2 separate regions of the Mus musculus genome follow, and region 1 is linked to region 2. A link is a contact called in public HiChIP or PLAC-seq data. All regions are on one chromosome and are shown on one strand. The core of a region is the stretch at or near the end of the contact, and the rest is flanking DNA. Distances in the headings are between cores, read along the strand shown. Region 1 overlaps Sptbn1 (spectrin beta, non-erythrocytic 1). Region 2 holds the start of Ccdc88a (coiled coil domain containing 88A).

The links. HiChIP or PLAC-seq counts read pairs in DNA pulled down with a chosen protein or histone mark.
Region 1: a FOXA1 HiChIP or PLAC-seq map of pancreatic cancer cells shows a contact between it and region 2. The contact joins the enhancer-like site here to the promoter of Ccdc88a in region 2. A contact is called at or near these places in 1 of 115 datasets of contacts at active chromatin or transcription factors (pancreatic cancer cells) and 1 of 9 other capture datasets (macrophages).

The regions. Positions count from the first base shown.
Region 1 is chr11:30,208,454-30,212,240 of GRCm38.p6, reverse strand. The region is part of intron 1 of Sptbn1 (spectrin beta, non-erythrocytic 1); the gene reads left to right. Among named protein-coding and RNA genes, the nearest start is that of Sptbn1, 9.4 kb to the left of the region's middle. Within about 2 kb of position 2,465, at least 76 of the 459 cell types and tissues checked have an H3K27ac peak or open chromatin away from gene starts, as enhancers often do. A contact at or near this core is called in pancreatic cancer cells, where this site is marked.
Region 2 is chr11:29,371,346-29,374,943 of GRCm38.p6, reverse strand. It overlaps Ccdc88a (coiled coil domain containing 88A), which reads right to left and starts at 1,286. Exons shown (of 31, transcript NM_001363368.1): 1 at 534-1,286; 2 at 337-437. The coding sequence starts at 596.

The DNA.
Region 1 (3,787 bases), core at 1,216-3,715, 840 kb before region 2:
TTCTGGGTGTGGCAGGCATCCAGAATTGTTCATTTCTAGGCGGATGCTAAGAGAGAATGGCCTCAGAGTTCTGCTTCTGCCTTACATCTCCTCCCTGCCAATTACTGTAAGGTAGTGGATAAACTTCTACAGGACAGGAACACTGTCTTGTGGGATCATTTTGAGAACTCAAGTGCCGCCTGCCTCTGCCTCTGAGTGCTGGGATTAAAGGTGTGCACTAGCATGCCACACTGAAAGTAAATCTTGTAAAGAGAGAGCTCTGTTTCCCTCCTCAGGGAGGAGTGTTCCATACTGAGAATATTGCCTTAATGCAGGTGGCAGAATAAGAAGTCCCTGTGGGAAACCAGAAGCTTTCAAAGGGCGCGTGTTCTGCTAGCCTCTGGTGACCTTTGCCCTTGTTTGCAGTGGTGCTCAGAGGGCATTTGTGACTCAGTCCTCATTCCAGGAACTGCGATGAAGCACAGGAAAAGAATTTTAGGTTGGAATTTTTAAACATTTTGTTTTCTAGCAGTTCTGGGCAGTTGAGCCCAGGACTTGTATAGCCTCCTTACCAATGAGGCACATACATCAAGCTGTATACCATGACTTTGTTTTTTTAATGAAAACGAATCTGTGTGATCGCCATATTTGGTCTTCTCTGATTGGACTTCTGTTTTAGGTCTATATGCTATACTTAGAGTGATCCTGCATGTTCCTAAATTTGAGAGAAAACGATTTGAGGAAGTATAACAAAAATACTTTAAAGTTTTGGTACATTGATTTTTCTCATTCTAACCCCCAACCAAATAAGTGAGGTTGAGGGAGAGGGACATATCCATGTATAAAAACCCTAGTCAAGCAGGCTAGTTCTTGCTGGAACATGCTGGCCTCTGGTGGGGTAATTTAGCTCTCATGTGCATTCCTCTTTATGACCACAGCTGTCGCTTGGTATCAGAGGATGATAAAAAAGGAATATGAGCAGGCTTCCAGGATTATTTATCATACTTAAAACTCGTGGGTCACTATCACCTTGGAGAATATTTTAGAATAATGCAGAAGTGTTAATAGCAGTCTTTGATAGGGCTATTAATCCTTATTTTACATACTCCAATCAAGATTTTCTGTGGCTGCTTTTGTGCGCTCTAACATGGGTTACCAGTCGTAAGACTCAGAGGCAACCAAAACCCTGGGACCTTTACTTGCCTTTTCCAGCCCTCTTGTAAGTTGCCTTTCTTGGTATTAATATTTTATACGTCTCCAGATAGCCTTAATTTCTGAGGTAGTTAAACCTTGTACCTCTCCCCACAATTGTTAATTTAAAAAAATTATGAGGAAGGTTCTGAGATAGCTTTTGTAGCTCATTTGGGCATCTGTAATGGTTGAGCGTATAAAACCTTTCTCAAGAGAGCTAAGCCCTGCCACTGCTTTAGGAAAGGTTGTACATTGAGAGTTGGCGCTTTCCGTGTATCTTCTTTTTGTGTCTGACTGTCAAACACAGAAGCAAAGCCAGTTTATGGGGGGTAAAGGGGCCCTAGCTGACCTGTTATTTAAAAAAAACAAACAAAAACATTTATTATACCATACATCTGATAGATATGACAGAATGAATTGTAAGCTGTGGAGGGCTGATGTGTTTACCTGGTATGCTCAAGGCCCTGGGGTCTACGTGCTAGCACTGGGGAGAAAAACAAAAACAAACAAACAGAAATACCAATGATTTTTGGCATGAGATAACCTCAGGAGTTAGCAAGCTAACTCTGTTCTGTTACCAAGGTGACTCCCAGCGTCTTCTACTGTTCTGTGTAACAGTGAGGAGTGGATTGTGAGTACATGTTGGTAGGTGACAGTAGCAACCTTTGCTCTTCATGAGAATAATGAAATAAGAAATGATTTATGATGCTTACTCAAGCTCATGGAAATTTTTCTTTTTACTGTTTTATGTATGGTGAGTCAGAAATGCAGGCTCTTTTAGAGTGTTATTAACAAGAACGAGTGTAACTGATTATAAGCACGTGAAATTACAGACTTCTTTCCTGTGCATTGATTTTTGCCATTCACTCTTCCATAATCTTATGATTTTTTTTGATCAGTAAGAATATTGGACCATTGCTTTCTGAGCCTTTAATACCCCAAAATTATCCCTAACAGTATCTGGGTGGGCAAGTCGTAGTATTTCAGAGAAGTTGATGATAGGGTGTCACAAAATGCTCAAAGTGGAGAAAACTAGTCTAACACATGCGAAGGTGTTTCCATATTCCTGTACACACACACACACACACACACACACACACACACACACACACCCATACATACACGTACATTAAAGGAATATACAGTTGCCTCAGTATAATAGGTTACAGTGTCTGAAGTCACAGTTGGTCAGCTTTGGAATATCAGTCTTAGAGATACTGACTGGAAAGTACAGATCTGGAGCAGTTGGGTGAAGGTTGGCTTTGTAGAGTTCACCAGGCCCTGCAGTAACTGGGACTGCTGAGAGGTCGTCACCCCGCAGTGCTGCATGCAAGTATGAGTCAGTAACTCATTTATGAGACCTTTGTTATAAAAATGAGATTTGGCAGGATTCCCAGTCCAGTTCTTATTTCTTAAGGTTGGAAAAACAGGACTTGGAGGGATCGGCTGACGGCTTTGAGAGCACATGTGAGGAGCATGTGATTCTAGGTCTACTGTCAGTGTGTTCCCTCTGTTTTTATTGAAAGTTTATTTTTAATTATTTTTAAAAACTAATAACCAAATGTGTGCACCTTTCATTGATATTAACTGCGAGCACACTGCTGGGTAACAGATGTGTAGAATGTTTTAATCTTGCAAAACTGAGGAACAACTAACTAGACAGTTATTTCATTGCCCCTCCTCCATCCTCCTGACTGTTCCCAGGACTTAGAACATGTTTGTTTTTTATTTAACGTTAAAATTCCAGGATGTTTTATTACAAAGGTGAATGGACCTTGATCCTTGAGATGGGCTTATTGGTAGGATTTCTGGTATCAAACAGGGGCAGGGTATCTTTGATCTCTTTCTTAGAGGCTCATCTACATATTTTTGATAAGCCACCAGGGCTTTAGAAATGGGCTATGGGATGGCATAAATTTGGGTCCCAAGACCACTACTCTTCACATAGACCCGAATATCCACACCAGCAAACTGCTCCTTGCCCAGAAACAGAAGGGCTCCAGGAACATATACCACGCTGAGTGGCTTGATCATCTCCAGGGGACATCAGTTTGCCTTAATAGGCCATTTCCCTTTCGAAGTGCACCACCACTATGGCTGTCTTCTTGGCTCAGACCTGCTCAGACTGCAGTGGACACTTGAATGGCATAGGTGCCACTATGAGCCTATTTTTCTCGTTTTGACTGGCTTTTTGCACTTAACATAATACCTTTAAGGTTCATCCATGTGCTGGTGTGACAGGCTTGTGACATGATTCCATTTTTTAAAGCGGAATAATATTCTAGTGCATGTGTGTATCTCATTCTTCTATTTGTTGTGTATGAATGTTAATGTTTGTGGGTACACATATGGGCATGGGTGTGCATGCACATGGCTGTGCACATGTGTGCACATGTGTGTGGAGGACAGAGATCAACCCTAGATGTTTGTCTTAGTTGGGGAGACATATCCATAACCAAAAGCAGGTTGGGGAGGAAAGGGCTTATTCTGCTTATACTTCTAGATCACAGTCCATCATTGGAGAAGAAAGCACAGTATCTCCAGCAGGGCTGGGACCTGTAGGCAGGAGTTGATGCAGAGGCCATGGAGGGGTGCTGCTTACTGGCTTGCTTACTCT
Region 2 (3,598 bases), core at 37-2,536:
GTCTTTTCCCTGTGGTAGACAAGATTTCTCTATCTCCGTCATTTTACCAAATGACCAAAGATGACACAATGTAGTTTGAATTTCAGCAGTCAAGACAATAAATGACAAAACAGAATTGGCAAAGTCACGGATAAAGTTTACCAATTTTAACAGGTATAACTATTTGGTTGTGATAAATGGGGCAGGCACATAAGAATACCGCTCCTTCCAAGATCCAATTAAACTACCTGATTTTTTTTTTTCTGGCCAAAGAACCAAATTAAGTCGTGAAATCTAAGTTCAAAGTATGTAATGTTTCAAAGAATATAAGTTACCAAGAAAGAAGAAGACACTTACATTTGGAGCATGACCTGGTTCAAGAATACCCCATCCACTAAAGCCACATACTCATCCAGGTTAGTCCCATTTCCTGCAGCCAGAGGTCCAAACGTTTTAACCTAGAACAGAAGGATTATCACGACGTGAACGCCCACCTCCATCTCTGCAGCCACAAATAACACGGCCAAATATACCATAAAGGACATCTTCCTTACCCAAGTGACCAAGGGGCTGGTCATGAACTGCTCCAGAAGGGGAGTGAAGATTTCGTTCTCCATTTTACAGATTATATATTCAGGAGGGGGCGGGGGGAGGAAGTACCACAAATACGCCCAGGGAATTGGTCAGTAAATGTAGAAGACGGAATCAATGAAAGTTCATTCCGGCAGGAGAGGAAAATCCCATCGAAGAAGGGGAAGAGCTGTCCCTCCTTAGCCCCCCCGGGGAAACGAGCCCGAATCCCGCGCTGAGCCGCAGCCGATGCTGGCAGTCTGCACCCGGTGAGGAGGGGCAGAAAAAAGGCATCTGGAGGAGGAGGACGCGGAGAGCGGCCGGGGCACGAGACAAAAAGCCCGTCAAGGTTGCCCCGCTCCCGGGGGGAGCCGGCCAGCGCAGCGGCCGCCAAGAACTCAAGCCCAACGTGGGGGCCGAGGGGGCCGGGCTGGACCTGGGCGAGCGGTTCTGGGCGTTCCGGCCGCCAGTGGGCACGGGCGCCGAGAGCTGGGAGCGTCTGCCCGCAACCTCACAGCCTCAGGCGCGGCTCGCCCCTCTCCAGGCGCTCAGCATCCCTCCGCGGCCTCGCGCTCGCTTCAGCGCCCTGGCCTTGGCCGGGGTCCGGAGCACCGAGGCGTGTCCCTGACCGTCCGGCTGCAGGAGCCCCGCCAGCCTCCGTGTGCCTCAGCGACGCCCGGACGCTCCGCTGCCGCGCTCCAGCCTCCTCCGCCGCCCTCTGGAGGAGCTAGGGTAACGGCCTCGGAACCGCAGTGCCGCAGCACACCCGCCGCCGGCCTGGCGGGCGAGCGCGCCACTCCCTCCGCGCCAGTATCCTTCCGCCGACTCCCCGCCCTCCCGCGCCTCTACCTCTGGATTGTGGGAGAAGAAAACCGCTGCAAGAGCGCGCTCCCGCGTGAGCGCGCCCCCGGCCGGCCCGCCGCCGCCCAGATTCTGGCGGAGCGTGGACGCGCGGACGATGCAGCTGCGGCGGGGGCCCGCGTCGAGTCCGCGCCCCGGACGGATGCCAGGGTGTAGGGGGCGAGACTGAGGAACCGGGCAAGACTGAGGAACCGGGTCTGTCTGCTTGCTCGCTCATGTCTAATTATGGTTTCTTTCCTCCTGGAGCGCCTTCTTTCATGTGTGAAGGAAAAGGAACGAAACCCATCTTTTTTTTAAACACGAGGGGTGCAGACATCCTCTTTCGGACACTTTGATTTGCTCTGTTAAACATGCTTTCTCGCCCCCTAAAAGGCCTAGGAAAGCTGCAGCAAGAAGCAAAAGCACATCTTGGGGGGATGGAGGTTGTTTTTGTTTTCCCGTCTTTTCATATATATATGAAATATTTATAGATATAATATATATTTATATAATTTATATATTATATATATATGAAATATTTATAAGAGTCGAGAATAACCAAAGCTGCCTTTCAACATGGGATTTCCTGACTGGAGTTTCCATGATGCAGGCATTATTTTTTGACTTCTTGGTCACTGGGAAAAAAAATCCAAATTGAGAGCCACAAGAGAAAATATTTAGAAATCATCCAAGTTGTGTGACAAACATTTGTTAAAAATCATTTATCTTATGTACTAGAGGGCCCATCAAAATATGACAGTTCCACAGCAAATTAAATGTTATTCTTCCTCATACCCATAGCATGTCCAGGATAAGATGGAATAGAAAACATCTTTTTCCAAACACAATATGGTATTGTGATATTACAATGCATTTTATGTTTGCACAGTGCTTACAAGTACCTATCCTCTTTGACTACTCATATGTTTAATGATATCTATTTTTGTATGTTTTATTTTTCATTGATTGTATGAATTTTTGCCTTGGATGTATGTTTCTTCCCCACTTATGTGCCTGGTTCCTGTGGAGGTCAGAAGAGGGCACTAGGTTCCCTGGAACAGAGGTTAGAGGCAGCCATGAGCCACTGGATGCCAGGAATCAAACCCTGGTCCTCTGCACCAGCAACCAGAGCTCATAACCACTGAGTCATCTCTCCATCTCTCATAATTTAAGGTAACAGTAAACATGTTTTATCATATACTAAATTAAACACCACAATTTCTTCAGGATTTCTTTTGTTTGTTTGTTTGTCTGTTTGCTTGTTTTCAAGACAAGGTTTCTCTGTGTAGCTGTCCTGGAACTTACTTGTAGACCAGGCTGGCCTCGAACTCAGAAATCTGCCTGCCTCTTCCTCTGCCTTCCAAGTGCTGGGATTTAAGATGTGCACCACCACGCCCAGCAAAAGTTTGTTTGCGTCCAACGTGGGGCACGAACCTTCAGGATTTCTGATAGCAAGACTCACTAGCTGTGTGAACCTAGACACATTACTGAGCCCCTCTCTTCCCATGTAAAGCAAGAAAAAACAATAAAGACCCATGAGATGGCAGTTCATTGCAAATGATCTGCTACTGCAAGCAGTAGCATTGTGGTCATTATTCCCCGGAATTCTAATCTTTATAAACAACTTGGAACACTACAGCCTCTACTTGAGTTCAGTTGCAGGAGAAAAAAAAAATGCCTTGCTTCTGGAGTATCTGCAAACGAAAGGCCTTCTAAAATCATCATACTTCGGATTATACTGAATCCATGTAGTACAGAGCATAGCCTCGAATTTTCCTGGCCTATGCAGAAATCCTGAGTCATCCTGGTTATAAACAGTCTTTTTCTTTTGCTCTTGCTGACTCTTCCTTAATCACAGTTCTTTGATTAGCAAGTGGGGTATAGAGGGAGAGGTGACGCCCATATGAAAGCATGGCTTTTAGGAGCTCCAATACCTGACATTTTTCCTTTTCTTTGTAATCTCTCAGAAATCTGACAACATGAAAGTACCCATAACTATGTTAAGGTTGTTGTAAGACAAATGGATTTATTTCCCTTAAAAGTGAAAACCCATAAAGAACTAATACCAAGCACATCAGGCAAAAGACATTCTGGACAGTGTTGACTGAAGGGTTAATACAGGAACATTACATTAACTTATCATTATTTATCCAGTTTACGTTTAGTACTCAAACCATCCCTCACAGAAAACTGGATTCCCCTCTGGAAC